Regions from separate parts of the Mus musculus genome. Here regions 1, 3, 4 and 5 are each linked to region 2. The links are chromatin contacts, called in public Hi-C and promoter capture Hi-C maps. All regions are on one chromosome and are shown on one strand. The core of a region is the stretch at or near the end of the contact, and the rest is flanking DNA. Distances in the headings are between cores, read along the strand shown.

What was found. Promoter capture Hi-C pulls out the DNA fragments that hold promoters and counts their contacts. A called contact is a pair of places that touch in the nucleus more often than the background predicts.
Region 1: a contact with region 2 is called in a promoter capture Hi-C map of pre-B cells. The contact joins the promoter of 4930404I05Rik here to the promoter of Ltn1 in region 2. A contact is called at or near these places in 3 of 39 promoter capture datasets (cranial neural crest, neutrophils and pre-B cells) and 1 of 484 Hi-C or Micro-C datasets (pre-B cells).
Region 3: a Hi-C map of B cells shows a contact between it and region 2, with 5 read pairs. The contact joins the promoter of Paxbp1 here to the promoter of Ltn1 in region 2. A contact is called at or near these places in 1 of 39 promoter capture datasets (pre-B cells) and 1 of 484 Hi-C or Micro-C datasets (B cells).
Region 4: a promoter capture Hi-C map of pre-B cells shows a contact between it and region 2. The contact joins the promoter of Gart here to the promoter of Ltn1 in region 2. A contact is called at or near these places in 1 of 39 promoter capture datasets (pre-B cells) and 1 of 9 other capture datasets (pancreatic islet).
Region 5: a contact with region 2 is called in a promoter capture Hi-C map of pre-B cells, with 3 times the contacts expected there. The contact joins the promoter of Mis18a here to the promoter of Ltn1 in region 2. A contact is called at or near these places in 2 of 39 promoter capture datasets (neutrophils and pre-B cells) and 1 of 484 Hi-C or Micro-C datasets (CD4 T cells).

Annotation. Positions count from the first base shown.
Region 1 is chr16:91,009,894-91,012,593 of GRCm38.p6, reverse strand. It overlaps 4930404I05Rik (RIKEN cDNA 4930404I05 gene), which reads right to left and starts at 1,345. Exons shown (of 3, transcript NR_028368.1): 1 at 1,275-1,345. It overlaps Synj1 (synaptojanin 1), which reads left to right and starts at 1,286. Exons shown (of 32, transcript NM_001164483.1): 1 at 1,286-1,501; 2 at 2,425-2,570. The coding sequence starts at 1,404.
Region 2 is chr16:87,431,256-87,433,955 of GRCm38.p6, reverse strand. Ltn1 (listerin E3 ubiquitin protein ligase 1) reads left to right here and starts at 1,350. Exons shown (of 30, transcript NM_001081068.1): 1 at 1,350-1,530. The coding sequence starts at 1,489. It overlaps Rwdd2b (RWD domain containing 2B), which reads left to right. Exons shown (of 5, transcript NM_016924.2): 5 at 1-625.
Region 3 is chr16:91,042,954-91,045,653 of GRCm38.p6, reverse strand. Paxbp1 (PAX3 and PAX7 binding protein 1) reads left to right here and starts at 1,275. Exons shown (of 18, transcript NM_026110.2): 1 at 1,275-1,648. The coding sequence starts at 1,300.
Region 4 is chr16:91,645,616-91,648,315 of GRCm38.p6, reverse strand. Gart (phosphoribosylglycinamide formyltransferase) reads left to right here and starts at 1,344. Exons shown (of 22, transcript NM_010256.2): 1 at 1,344-1,432. It overlaps Son (Son DNA binding protein), which reads right to left and starts at 492. Exons shown (of 12, transcript NM_178880.4): 1 at 332-492. The coding sequence starts at 408.
Region 5 is chr16:90,725,955-90,728,654 of GRCm38.p6, reverse strand. It overlaps Mis18a (MIS18 kinetochore protein A), which reads left to right and starts at 1,284. Exons shown (of 5, transcript NM_025642.1): 1 at 1,284-1,629; 2 at 2,296-2,362. The coding sequence starts at 1,383. It overlaps Gm17518 (a long non-coding RNA gene), which reads right to left and starts at 1,235. Exons shown (of 2, transcript XR_876238.3): 1 at 984-1,235; 2 at 1-335.

The sequences.
Region 1 (2,700 bases), core at 96-2,595, 3.6 Mb before region 2:
TGTAGAATGCCTGCCTGGTACGCATGAAGCTTTGGGTTCAGTCTGTCACCACGTAAACCAGGTATGGTTGGCACACTAGCCTGGGCTCTGTGCTACTTTGTCTCAAAAAACAAAAGCTACCTCCAAAGTACTACAATTCAGTGGCCAGCTCTCCTGAACCCGTTTTTGTCGGTGCATGTCATATACAGTCATCACACTTAAGAAAAATCCCACTCTCAAACATCCCTGTTTTATTTAAAGGACTGTCCCCACCTGAAATGGACACTTCTTGGGAGGGAAAAATGGCTAACCACAATTCACAGCAAGCAATTGTTATTATAAGCTTGTGGTTACTGTAACCACAACAAAAAAGTAAAAGTTGTTCTTAGGAGACTAAGTGAAAAGATCTAAGAACTGAATCCAAGTGTGTATCTCCTTGGCTGGAGGTGGCTTCTCTTGTGTTTAGTTTGCTTTTAATATTTTAAAACTAGGGTGGATTTGTCTTCTCTAAAATAGAGAAGCGTTGAGTCACATGACAGCATGTTAGAGGAAATGTTTTTATGCAATACGTCATATTTAAATTGTGCTTTTGGGAAGAAAGTAAAAAGGGGAAGAGGCTAGGGGAAAGCAAAGGCAAATGGAACATGATTGCCGTGCTCCTTGGATTCTCAATTCCTCTCTAAAGCCCCAGGGACTACAATGTCCTCCCATTTTTGTCTCTGAAGTATAGGCAGAATAATTCTGCTGGACACAAGTTTTAGACATAATGTCTCGTTTAAAAAGATAGTTTGAAACAGTGTGATGCCCTTAGTTATAAAATTCCACGGCTGGCAAATCGACAGTGACAGCCATGTTTTGTTTGACTGCCTGGAGTTTCTGGTTGCTGGCTTCCCCCACTCTCCACTGCATTCGGTTGAGCACTCTTCCATCGCCCCTGGAGCTCGGAGAACACACTGAAACAGCCAGGGAACAGCCTCCTGCTGCCTCCCTGACGACAGACACCATGGACAGCTCTTCGAGCGCCACCCAGCCGGCGCGGGGTGCACACCGTCCCCCGCCTCGCACTCGCCCATCGCCCATCAGGTCTGCGGAGGCGGCAGGGGGTGGTCCTGATGCCCGACTCGAGCACGAATCAACACGGGCTCCCCCAGCTCTTTCCTGAAGTCCCTCCCTGTCGCCCGCGGGGAGGGCAGAGCTACAGGGCTCCACGCGAGGAGGACGGACCCTCCCTCTGCCGGCTCCCCTGGCCGTGCCACCTTCCCACTCCCGGGGCGACGGAGGCTCGCTTCACGGACCCAGGACGCGGCGGCCGCAGGAACCCGGTGACCAGTAAGCGCCCTGCTCGGCAGCACGGTCCCGCGTGGGCGGAAACGGCTCCGCCCTTTCACCCTAAGGGGCGGGCCTTCCGCCTGGGCAGCGGCGCAATGCGGAAGAGCTGGACCTGCTGGAGCGGAAGTGACGCTTCGGGCGGCTGTAGCGGCGGAGGCTGCGGGAGAAGGAGGAGGAGGAGCCGGAGGAAGAGGTGAGGCAGCGGGCGGGAGGGCGGGGGGCGGGGAGCGGCCCGGGCTCTACCCAGGGGCAGCCGGCCGGCCGGGTGGACGCTTCCTGAGCGGTGGCGGCCGTCGCAGCCGGGTCGCAAGCGGTGAGAGGCGGCCGAGGGCCGAGGGCGGCGGGTTGTGTGGAGACCCCGGGGCTGCGGGTGGCTTGCCGTGACAGCGGCTGTCACCCAGCGGGCGGGAAAGGACCCCGTCGGCACAGGCTCCCGGGTATCTCTGGCGGTGCGTAATGGAGGCGCTGAAGCGCCCGGTGCCTCAGTTCCCCCCGGCTCCCCGGGATCTCGTTGAGTGGCGGTGGGATCCATTCGTCACGGTGAGCTTCGTGACTGGGCAGGAGGCGGCAGTCACCTGTGTGGCTTTCCCTGCCCTTCGCCGCCGCCCTGGAGAGTCCGCGGTGTGATAATCCCGTCCCTCTCCGGCCCCCTCAGGAGCTTTGAATCAGCCTGATTAACCTTCCCTCCCATCCCCTTGCCCATTCCGCCTAGGGATCGGCTTGAAGTTTCCCCATCAGTTCCCTTCCCGTAGTGACAGATCGTGAAGCAGGAAGCCGATAAACAACCCCAACTGAAAATACGCTACAGATTTTCCCTTTGGGGAAACATAAATTAAATGGGAAATCCACCTTATCCAAATCAGGACCGACGGTGCTAAAAACCCCTGCCTTGTCCTGCCGTATCTTGAGAACTGGACGCGTTTCCTTTTGCCTTTTGGTTAAGAAAAAAAAAAAAAAAGGTGACGCCTTATCTTTTGGAATAAACCGTTCACCCCTGAGCTCTCTTTTTCTCTACCCCCAACCCCCATCAAACTTGTCAGTGAGGGACCTCAGGAGGACGCCTAGCAGTCCTTGCAGCAGAAGGAAACCTCAGGTGCATTGACTTGGTTTCCACAGGGCTGCCTCTGAAGAAAGGAGAATGGCGTTCAGCAAAGGATTTCGAATCTACCACAAATTGGATCCCCCACCGTTCAGCCTCATAGTGGAAACTAGGCATAAGGAAGAATGTCTCATGTTCGAGTCTGGGGCTGTGGCTGTGCTCTGTAAGTCACGTGTTTTCACCTGCCCGATTCTGATCTCTGTTTTGGTTGTAACTCGCGAGTTCAACAGTTTATAAAAAAAAGGTTCTTGAGAACCTTCTCCCTGAATTTGATCTTCTGAGCTTTAGCGTAC
Region 2 (2,700 bases), core at 101-2,600:
TGAGGTACCCGGTGTGGGTGCTGGGAGCCAAACTTGGGTCCTCTGCAAGAGCAGTGCACCCTTTTAACCTCTGAGCCATCTCTACAGCTTGGTGGAAATTTCTTGACGTGAGCTGGATCTGAAGGCACATGCTTATAATCCCAGCACTTGGGAAGTAGAGGCAGGAGGATGGGAAGTTGAAGGCCAGCTGGGCTACACGAGGCTCTGTCTCATGAAACTTGAAAGACAAATTATATGTGAAGGTAATTTTGATGGTTCGACTTGCTAGGGATTTCCCACACTCTTCTGCCTTCACTAGGAACCTGGAAAAGCTGCCTGTTCACCCTCCTGGCCTCTCTTGCAGCTGCATTGGGCTGTAGGTTACAGTGCAGGATTTCTGGGGATGAATTTGCCTCTCTTCTCTTTCTGCCATGGCCCCTGAAGTGATGGCAAGAGAAAGGGCCAAGCTATCTCAGAGATGTCATTGTACAAGACACCTTGCCACATGCGGACCCAATGTTAATCCCAGCCTGTCTCCAGACCTTTGAAATAAAATGAAATTTTAAACAATCTGTGCTTGTTATCAGTAGTCAGAAGTTTGAAACTACCCTGTCTTTTAAAGTACAAACAGTATAAAGCCTTCCTCATTGGTGTTTGTGGTTCATTTCAAATTGCATGTGTTTAGATTTGGCCCCTATCTGGCCTTGCATCGCTGAAGACTGGGGCATGAGTAGAGCTCAAATGGTTTCTTGTTGTTTCTTTAAGACAGTGTCTCATGCCTATGTGACCTGATGATTCTTTTTTCTTTTTATTTCCTATTTCGAGATAGATTTTCATATATCCCAGGCTGCCCTTGAACTTTAAGTGTGCAAAGCTGACCTTAAATTTGTGATTCTCCTCTTCTCTGTGTCTTCAGTGCTGGTATTGGGAGGGTGTGCCAGCAGACCTGGTTTGCTCAATGTAGGGAATCAAACTCAGCCTTCAGGAATGCCAGGAAAGCACTCTACCAAGTTAGTCGCCCCAACTCCTCTGCTTTTATTATTTCATTTTATTTTTAAAGATTTATTTTATTTATATGAGTACACTGTAGCTTTCTTCAGACACACCAGAAAAGGGCGTCAGATCCCATTGCAGATGGTTGTGAGCTACCATGTGGTTGCTGGGAATCGAACTCAGGACCTCTGGAAGAGCAAATTCCTACACACTAGGAAGGAAATCTCTCCACTACAAATATCTCGGACAGGTTTGGCGCCACGGGCTCAACGCTGGTTTCTTATTGGTCAGCAGTGACGCCACTCAGGCAGGCGTGGCCTTCTTTGTTACGTTTCAGGCAGCGGATGGTCAGAGTCCTGACAGGGAGGCGGGAGCGGAAGTAGGAAGCCGAAAGGCTGGGAGGGCGAGGGGGAAGTGGCTACAGTGAATCCCCTTCCGGCGCGAGGGACCGGAAGTTGTGGCCCGCCCGTGTCAACTTCGGCTCTGCAGACTGAGAGCCGGGCTGCCACCGCCACCATGGGCGGGAAGAACAAGCAGCGGACTAAGGGGAACCTCAGGGTGAGTCCTGTGGTGATGGTAGCCCCGCGGCCTGCGGCCCGGGTGTCCAGAGGGCCGTGAGGGAAGAGTGTGACCTCCCGGTGTGTGCGTCCCCGCGGGTGGACAAGTCGAGGAGTTGGGACCCAAACGACGTTTCACGCCGGATCTGGGAAACGGAGCGCGCCCAGGGAGGGAGGTGTCATCGGGAAACGGTGACAGTGAGCACCCGGGCGGCCCTCGTGGGTGGCCGAGCTTGTGTAGGAGCTGTGGGAGGGAAGAAGCAAGCGTGGGCTTCACTCGCTCAGTCCCTCCTTGCCAAGGCCCGAGCCCGTCGGTGGTATGCCCGGTGTCAGGTCGGTGTCACCCGTTGGGTCTCTGGTCTCAAGCTTACCTCGCTTTTCCTGCTTCACTCTGGCCACCCTGAACTTGCCACGAACTTGGCTGGCCTGGCAGGCTTCGGATGGCCATATGTTAGGTGGCTCTAGATACCTTAATGCATCCTGTATAGCCCTGGCTGTCCTGGAACTCATTCTGTAGACCAGGCTGGCCTGGAACTCAGAAATTCTCCTGCCTCTGCCTCCCAAGTGCTGGGATTAAAAGCGTGTGCCACCACCACCTGGCGCTTTGAAAGTATCTTAAAGGCAGGTGTTTCTCTGCAGCCTTTATCCTGATGGATCACACACACATACACACACACACACACACACACACACACACACACAGTTCGCTTTTATAGACCTGTTCCACCATTTTTTTTTTAGATTTATTTATTTATTATATGTGAGTACACTGTAGCTGTCTTCAGACACCCCGGAAGAGGGAGTTAAATTTTGTTACAGATGGTTGTGAGCCATCATGTGGTTGCTGAGATTTGAACTCTGGACCTTTGGAAGAACAGTCAGTGCTCTTAACCACTGAGCCATCCTTCCAGTCCCTCATCTCTTAATTTATAAATTTTGCTGACCCTTAGGAGAGTTGATCTCAGTATTTAACACCCAAGTTCTCTACCTTATGTATTCTAAAAACAGTGTCATTCTTCATATAACATGTGAAACTTTAACCATGGTGGAGTACACAAATATAACATGTAGACTTACAATTTGTATTTCTACTAACTTTTATAGATTTAATTCTGTTTTTATTTTATTTTGATTTTGGTTTATCAAGGCAGTTTCTCTTTGTAGCTCACCT
Region 3 (2,700 bases), core at 26-2,525, 3.6 Mb before region 2:
CGAAACTGCAATATTCACCTCTCCAATCCCGTTCTTTTGGCGGGTTTTGAAACATGTAAATAATTTCACAAACACTTCTACCCACGCATCCTGATATGCTCGAGAGAAAGAAAAGATTCAACTTTGGTTATGAACTGGGTAACCTGTGTGTTAGCTCAACCTCATGCAATCTTTTTGTTTGTTTGTTTGTTTGTTTCTCGAGACAGGGTTTCTCTGTATAGCTCTGGCTATCCTGGAACTCACTTTGTAGACCAGGCTGGCCTCGAACTCCCGAAATCCGCCTGCCTCTGCCTCCCGAGTGCTGGGATTAAAGGTGCGCGCCACCACCGCCCGGCTCATGCAATCTCTTTAAGGCCGCCAAGGTTCAGATTTGCCCTCTGTGATATAGTCTGAAAATAAGACAAATCTTCCTTCCGCTTGTTTCAGAAATTCACTATGCTTCGTAAAATAGTTAAAATAGTTGCTACCTAACTTGGCTTTCTTACCAAGCCACCCGAAAACACCTCGCTCTCCTGGGAATGGCTGCGGCAGCAGGGAGATGTATCATCTCTGGTTCTGTCTTCCCCAGACAGTGAGGGTTTCCCTACATAGCCTTGGCCATTCTGGAGTTCCTTATGTACATCAGGCCGGCACCGAACTCAGAGATCGCCTTGCCTCCACCTCCCCAGTGCTGCTGGGATTTAACGTGTGTGCTCCCACGCCTTTGAGAGTGTTTGCGTTGATAAAGCTGTAGAGATGGCAAGTATTAATGGAGTTTCTGATCTGTAGACGATATCTGCTAGCATCGCCTCGCGTTATTAAGAGGCATATTAACCATGGAGATGCACTTTCCCTTCCCAAGCTCAAGTCAACTGACTCGTCCCTCCGCTTCTCCCCGGCCTCCCGCCTCTGTTTACCCTGCAGGCACTGAGTGGGAGGGAGGCTGCCACACGTAACGGCTCCGTATAAGCGCGGAAGACGCATTGCAGCAACACGCTCCGAGACGACAGACTACACTCGCTCCTCTCATCTCGATGATCCTCTTTGTGACCTTTGGAACAACACTGGAGTCGGAGGGTACCATGCCAACAGTCCCCCGCGCCGCTAGAGGGCAGTGCAAAGAGACTCCGCCCAAGTAGTGGGGCGCGAGGAGAGCCCAGGCGCATGCGCAATCGAGGCGGCGCGATAGCTAGCCAGAGCCGCGACGACCCGGCTGGTGGGGGGGAACTCTTGCGACTGCGCGTGCGTGGCGGTGGTCTCCGCGCTCCCTCGTCCTCTCAGTCAGCGAGCGGCTGTGAGAGCGCGGTGACGGCGGCTGGGATGTTCCGAAAGGCCCGGCGGGTGAACGTGCGCAAGCGGAACGACTCGGAGGAGGAGGAGCGGGAGCGCGATGAGGAGCAGGAGCCGCCACCGTTGCTGCCCCCGCCGGCCTCGGGAGAAGAGCCCGGCCCTGGCGGCGGCGACCGGGCCCCCGCGGGGGAGTCGCTCCTGGGCCCGGGGCCGCTGCCGCCGCCGCCCTCCGCGCACCACCCGGGCCTCGGCGCTGAGGCCGGGGGCGGCATCTCCGGCGGCGCGGAGCCCGGCAATGGGCTGAAGCCGCGCAAGAGGCCTCGCGAGAACAAAGAGGTGCCCAGGGCCAGCCTGCTCAGCTTCCAAGACGAGGAGGAAGGTAAGCCCCGGCCCGGCCCACGCGGACCCCAAGCCCGTGCTCGCCCGGGCGCCGCGCCCCTTTCCCCACCTCCGGCCTCCGGATCTGCCTGGGGTTGTGTTCCCGCGCTGCCACCAGCCAAGTCTACGGCCTGTGCAGTCCCTCCTCCGGCTGTCAGAGCCCTGATCAGCCATCCTGAGTGGAGGAGAAGGCTCGATGCTCCGTGGACCCGTTTCCTACCTTGCGAGTTGCAGGCAGCCTGAGTCTCTTGGTTAACTGCCTGCTCTTAGTCGTCTGCAGGCCTCTGTACCTGCGGCTTGTTGGCGTCTCGGTTTAGGCCTCCTTGATTAAGAAGGCCGGATTGTTAAAGAGGAGGACCGAAACCAGGGCTGGGAACAATTCTGGGGCTGCAGCCCTGGCTCCCGGTGACCTTGATCCAATCGCTCCCTTGCTGTTGTCCAGTCTCGGTTTCTCTGTAGAAGTAAATGGGAGGAGCAGATGTCCGCTGTGGCATTGGCTCTTGAAGCAGAAGAGGGACCAGGCTGCAGGGGATTTCGATTTTACTTGTACCTCAACATCATGTTAGGAAAAATTGGATGATTTTCGAAGGTCTTGCGTCATGCTTTCGTGATTCTAGAAAGATGGGTGAATTATCTTTGACCTCTCTGGAATTTTGTTTGAAGGAGATACAGACCAGGTTTTGCATTGTTTGAAATGTCTTGTTCTTGACTTGGATTTTCAAATTAAAGATGAGGGCTAAGTCACTCGAAACTTAGTTTTGCAAAATGATTTACTCTAGGCATAATTTTGAAATAACTGTTATTGTGACCAGAGTTATTCAGACTTGGCAGAATAACTTTGGGGTGTATTGTTTTAGGTTTCTTGACTTAATGTTTTAAGGAAGCATTCTAAATACTTTTTTATCCTGAGATGGGTGAAATATGCCAAAATTTAACAATTTTGAAGTTCCTTGGGTTACTCACTAAAATTTTCATTTAGTTTCTGGAATTGATACTATTTTTTGTTTGTTTTAATTATGTTTTGTTGAAACAGAGCCTCTATACTATAGCCCT
Region 4 (2,700 bases), core at 95-2,594, 4.2 Mb before region 2:
GGAGCTGGGAAGGGAACTAGGCCCGTCCCTGGTGGACGCCGGGCCTCCGAGTAGCTGGAGGGTAGGGGGTGTCCAAACGAGGGAAAGGTGACCGTCTTAACTGGAAGAAAGAAACGGCGTGTGCGACACCGCGGAAGAGACGATCTTTCGCGAAAGGAACGAACGGGGAACTGGGGGGGTGGGGGGGGGGGCGGAAAATGGATCCCAGGCCCAGGCGGGGCCGTAGCGGGGCCTGAGCCGAGAAACGACGGCGTTCCGTGAAAGATGCCACGGGAGGCTAGATGAAGCCCTAACAGCCCGCGAGGAGCAGAAAAGTCTGGGAAGCGTTTACCTGGAAAGCTCCTGTTGTATTTCCCGGAATTTACTGACCACGAAAGACCTGAAAACCTGCTCGATGTCGGCCGCCATGGCGTCCGCTCCGTTCTCTCAACTACTCCTCGCTAGTCCTCCAGGCTCCCAGCATGCCTCGGGAGGAGGCGCAGCGGCCAATTCCTTTTATCCCTTTCCTGATTGGCTCGTGAGGGAGCGTCCGCACGGGCTCGCTCCACCCACGAGCCAATCAGCGAACACCGGCCCGCTCTCCTCCGCTGTTTCTGAGCCGCCGGGGTAGAGCTGCTGACGTTTGCGCCGCGCACGAACTCGGCCGCCATGTTAGTGGTTGACGCAGGCGCCATTACAGGAGAAGTCGCTCCCGAGGCGACCGCGACAGCTTCGGCTGTTGATCCCCTCAGCCTGCGGGGACTCCTAAGAGGCTTTCTATAGGGAGTAAATGCCTGAGATTAGAGGCCATGGAAAAAAAAAAAAGCTGGGGGACGAGAAAAGCCTCGGCTTGTCCGGCACGGAGCTCGAACGCGTTTGTTGCAAGCGCCAAGTTTACTTTGGTCAGGGAGACGTGCATGAGAAAGAAATCCCCGTCCCGCGTCCCCACTATGAGTTGGAAAGGAGCCATTCCCATTCTGCCTCGATGCTTGCTATAACCGGCCTCGCGTAGTTTTTAGCAAAGGCTGGAGCGTCTGAGCGACCTGCGTTCTAAACGCAGTGCGCTTGAGCTGCTCCGGAGTCCAGCCCTGGCCGCTCCGCCCTGGCGCTTGGTGAGCAGCCACAGTCAGGCAGCCTCGGCTCTGCCCCCAGTGTAGGAGGCTCTGGGGTAAACGCAGGGACCTTAAGTGACAGCCCCTGACGAGCATCATCAGCTCTAATCGTGGTGCCAGGGATTCTGAGCCCGGCTAGGCAGCGGGCTCCGACCGCACCCTAAGGCGGGAGGAACCCCCACGGGTCGCCTCGCGGGCGGGGACCTAGGCGGGCTGCGGCCAATGAGCAGCCGAGTCCATCGGAGGCGGGGCAGAGGCCGGGGCGCGCTGGATTCCCCGGGCCAACTTCCGGCGGGTGCGAGTGGCGGGTGCGAGCCGGAGCTGCGTGGCGGGGCTTGCAGGTGCGTGAATGCCTTAGTTCTTAAGATGATGCGTGGACTGCCTAAACGCTTTGACCCATGGGTTTAACCTCAGCGACCGGTGCTACTCTTGAAACGAAACTGGCGTGACTGGCGAAAAGCCCACGTGCTTTGCACGGCCTTGATGGAGGTCGGCCAGGTAGTTCTTTCCCAGCTTTCTAATTCTGAGGCCGGGTCCAGGTTTCTGTGCATCTCTGCCTTGTAAAGACAGACCCTGTACACCGATGGTTTTTTTATCCGCTCTAGTTTTATCACAGTAACTAACCATTTACCTGGACCACTTTCGTATTTGGTTTCTACTTTTTCAAAACAAATATTTGGAAGTGGTTTTAACCGATTCTTTTATTCTCTCCTTACCCTATTCTCTTGTTCTCGCTATAAATTGCCTGTTAGTTAACTGACACCCAAGAAGTTACAAAAGACTCTCCGAGTCTCCCGGCTAGTAAGGCCTTGACACCGGAGCCCAGGCACCCAGCCGCTGCTGGTGAAGAGACCAGTCCTGCTATTTCACAGATCCTGACTAGTAAAATGAAAATTGTCTTCTTGCACTGCTTTCTTATTCAAGTTAGATTTTTTAAAAAGTTTAATGGCTTCAGCTATTTCTCTAAGAAAATGACACAGAATTGAACTAAAGTCTATCTTATGTGTAGGAGCGTTGTCCCTTACATGTATGTTTGTGCCCACGTGCATACAATGAACGCCCCAAAGAAGCCGGAAGAAAGCATTCAGTCTCCAGACCCAGATTAGGATGTTTGTGAGCCACCTTGTGGGTGCTGGGAGACTAAACCCCAGCCCTCTGCAAGAGAACTAAGTGTTCTTAACCTTACCAGTCTGCTTGGGTTTTCCTTAAATATGTAATCCCAAAGTAAAGGATCAATTTAGAATTTACATATTTCAGTTTTCTTCTTTCCGTAACCATCTTCTACATAAGTAAATATCTTGATAATATCTTTGCTCCCCCCCCTCCTTTTATTGGTGCTAGAATTTGAACACAAGGCTTCTATTCTAAGCAATAGGTATCAATTAGGTATATGAAGTAACAACACATAGCAAATTAGTACTTCCTATTTCTGGGTACTTTGTAGTATACAATATTTTTTTTTAAAGAATTGTTTATTTTATGTATGTGAGTACACTGTAACTGTCTGAAGACACACCAGAAGAGGGCATTGGATCCCATTACACATGGTTGTGAGCCACCATGTGGTTGCTGGGGATTGAACTCAGGACCTCATCAGTGCTCTTAACCA
Region 5 (2,700 bases), core at 35-2,534, 3.3 Mb before region 2:
GCTTATAACCAAAATGCTAAGAGTATGGCCAGGTAGCATCAGGGTCTACAGCAGGGTCCCACTGCTTTGCTGTAATCTGCCTATTGGTGTACCTTCCAGTGTATTTGCAAAGTCTGTTGGTTTATGGTATTCTTTGCTCCGTTCCGTCTTGGCACACCTCAAGCAGGACCACAGGATTCCTGGCGGTTAAAGGTCGATACGCCTCAGGGACTTGTTGAAATAGGTTCCAAAAGGAGTCATTTCTTTGCCTCTGGGCTGGGCTGTTATCCTAGCATGTGGGAGGCTGAAGCAGGAGGATCACTGTGGGTGAGCTACATAATGAATTCCTGGGCAGCCTGGACAAAAAAAAAAAAAAAAAGATTCAAAAAACAGAAAGTCAAAATCATATTCAGAGAAGGCAAAATAGCCTTTCTAGTTTCCAGCCTGGTACCACCTCGGTCAGGTCAACGACTTAGGATTTGAAACTTTTTGCTAGTGGCCAGAGATACGAAAATAGGTGGTAAGTGTGATGTAGTTTAGTGAAGCGAACTGGGTAGTGTGACTGGGGGGGGGGGGGGGGGGGAGGGGGATATGGTGGTCTTTGCGTGTTGTTTCTTACTGATGCATCCAGGCTGTTCGTGGTGGCGCGCCTTCCCTCTAGCCTGTGGTCTTTGAAATCAAAAGCTGACTTTCTTTAGACTGACCGTCCTTCCCGCCCTGGAGTAGGGTGAACCATACTCTGACCCAGACACACGCCCACTCTGTAGCCACAGCGATGCTGTCCCCTCCAGCTTCTCATATTTTTTCCTTGCAGTGCTAGTCTCAGTAACGCTGGGTCCTTGAGGCAGGGGGCGTCTTTGGCTCGCCACAGACCCCTGTTTTTTTCTAGATGTAGGAAAGCGGGTCTCCGGGAGCAGACGGGCTAGAATCAGAGATGTGACTTGCAGTACACCGCTTGGAATTCCTGGGTCCACTTTCGGCTCCGTGAAGATGGGTCTGCTTACCCAGCACGGGCATGCCCGCTAACAGTGTGGAGGAACTAGGTGAGCTGCTACTCATTTAATTCGAAGCCTTCAACTTTCTCAGCAGCGGCGGAAGGAGCTGAAATGCCCGCAGATAGCACCCCAGCACCCCAGTTCACCAGCTTTCGCTCAGGAAGACCGCAGGACGCAAGCGCAGTGAGCGCGGCTCGCGCGCCGGTCAGATGGCGAGCATGCGCCTTCGATGCAGTCGGGCCCTTCTTCAGGTCCCACCCCTTCGGGCGGTGCCCCGCCTCTTGCACCTTGCGCATGCGCAGAGGTATTATTCCCGTGAGGTTCCGGGGCGCGGCAAATTCGTATGTCATGGCTGCTTCCTGGTCTCTGGGATGTTCCTTGACCGCTTGTGGTTAAAACCGCCTGGCTATGTCGAGCGAGTCCCCCCTGCTGGAGAAGCGTCTGTCGGAAGACTCGAGCCGCTACCTGCGGCTGCAGAAGTGGGCAAACATGTCGAGCGCAGACGCGTTAGGGCTAGAGAAGGAACGGCCTGAGGAGAAGGCGGCCGCGGCGGAGAACCCGCTGGTGTTCCTTTGTGCCCGCTGTCGCCGGCCACTGGGCGACTCGCTCACCTGGGTGGCCAGCCAGGAGGACACCAACTGCATCCTGTTGCGCAGTCAGTTCGGGCCGCCCTCCTGCGTCGGGGTTTCCTGGGGCTGCGGGGGCTGGGGTGGGGACGAGAGCTGTCCCAGCAAACCGCAGGAGAGGCGTCCCTGTGGGTGGCTCACGAGTGACAAGTTTTTTCCTGGGTCTTCCATGCCCCCCAAGGGCAGCGGTTGAGCGTCATCCTGACGTTTTAGGAAGGTGCTTCCTTCAGGGGAGTGTTTTCACATCTGACGGACTCTGTCAGCTGCTTTGGGGACTTAGCTTAGTGTCCTTGGGCAGTCTGTTCAACTGCTTGTGCCTCAAGTTTCTCGTCTCCAAAACGAGGGATAATGATGGGATAACGGGGACGATTAAATAAGTGTATGGTATATGGCCACAGAGTAGGCGATGTCTTTACTGGGTGAGTCCCAATGCTCTTCGCTGGGTCATTTTGTTTATCTCTTAACCCCACTGGTTTTCAGAAAAGGATGTGAAGTAATCCTTGTTCCACCTCTTCTCCCAGAAGGCCCCCATCCCTTTAGTGCTGAACCACGGGAGTACCCCACTTCCCACCAGTCTTTGGGCTCTTTTTTTCCCCTAGTCCTCTAAAATACAAGTTAAAGTTGAGTTAAAAGTTCCTGTCTGCAGGTGTGTAACAACAAACCACACTAACAAAGTGTTGCGACTCTCTTTCCAGGCGTCTCCTGTAACGTCTCTGTGGATAAGGAACCGAAACTGTCCAAGTGCAGAGATGAAGACGGTTGGTAAGTAAGATATTTATGTGAATATGTGAGAGAAAATTTTATTTTATTTATTTATTTTTGGTTTTTCGAGACAGGGTTTCTCTGTATAGCCCTGCCTGTCCTGGAACTCACTTTGTAGACCAGGCTGGCCTCGAACTCAGAAATCAGCCTGCCTCTGCCTCCCGAGTGCTGGGATTAAAGGCGTGCGCCACCACGCCCGGCTGAAAACTTTAATTTTAAGGAAAAATCTTCTACCGACCGTTCTGTGAGATTGCTTGAGATATAACTTTTCATGGTAATTGAATGCATTGAAAAGAAGAAAGGATCCATTATTTGATGGTGATAGCCCCTTAAGATCG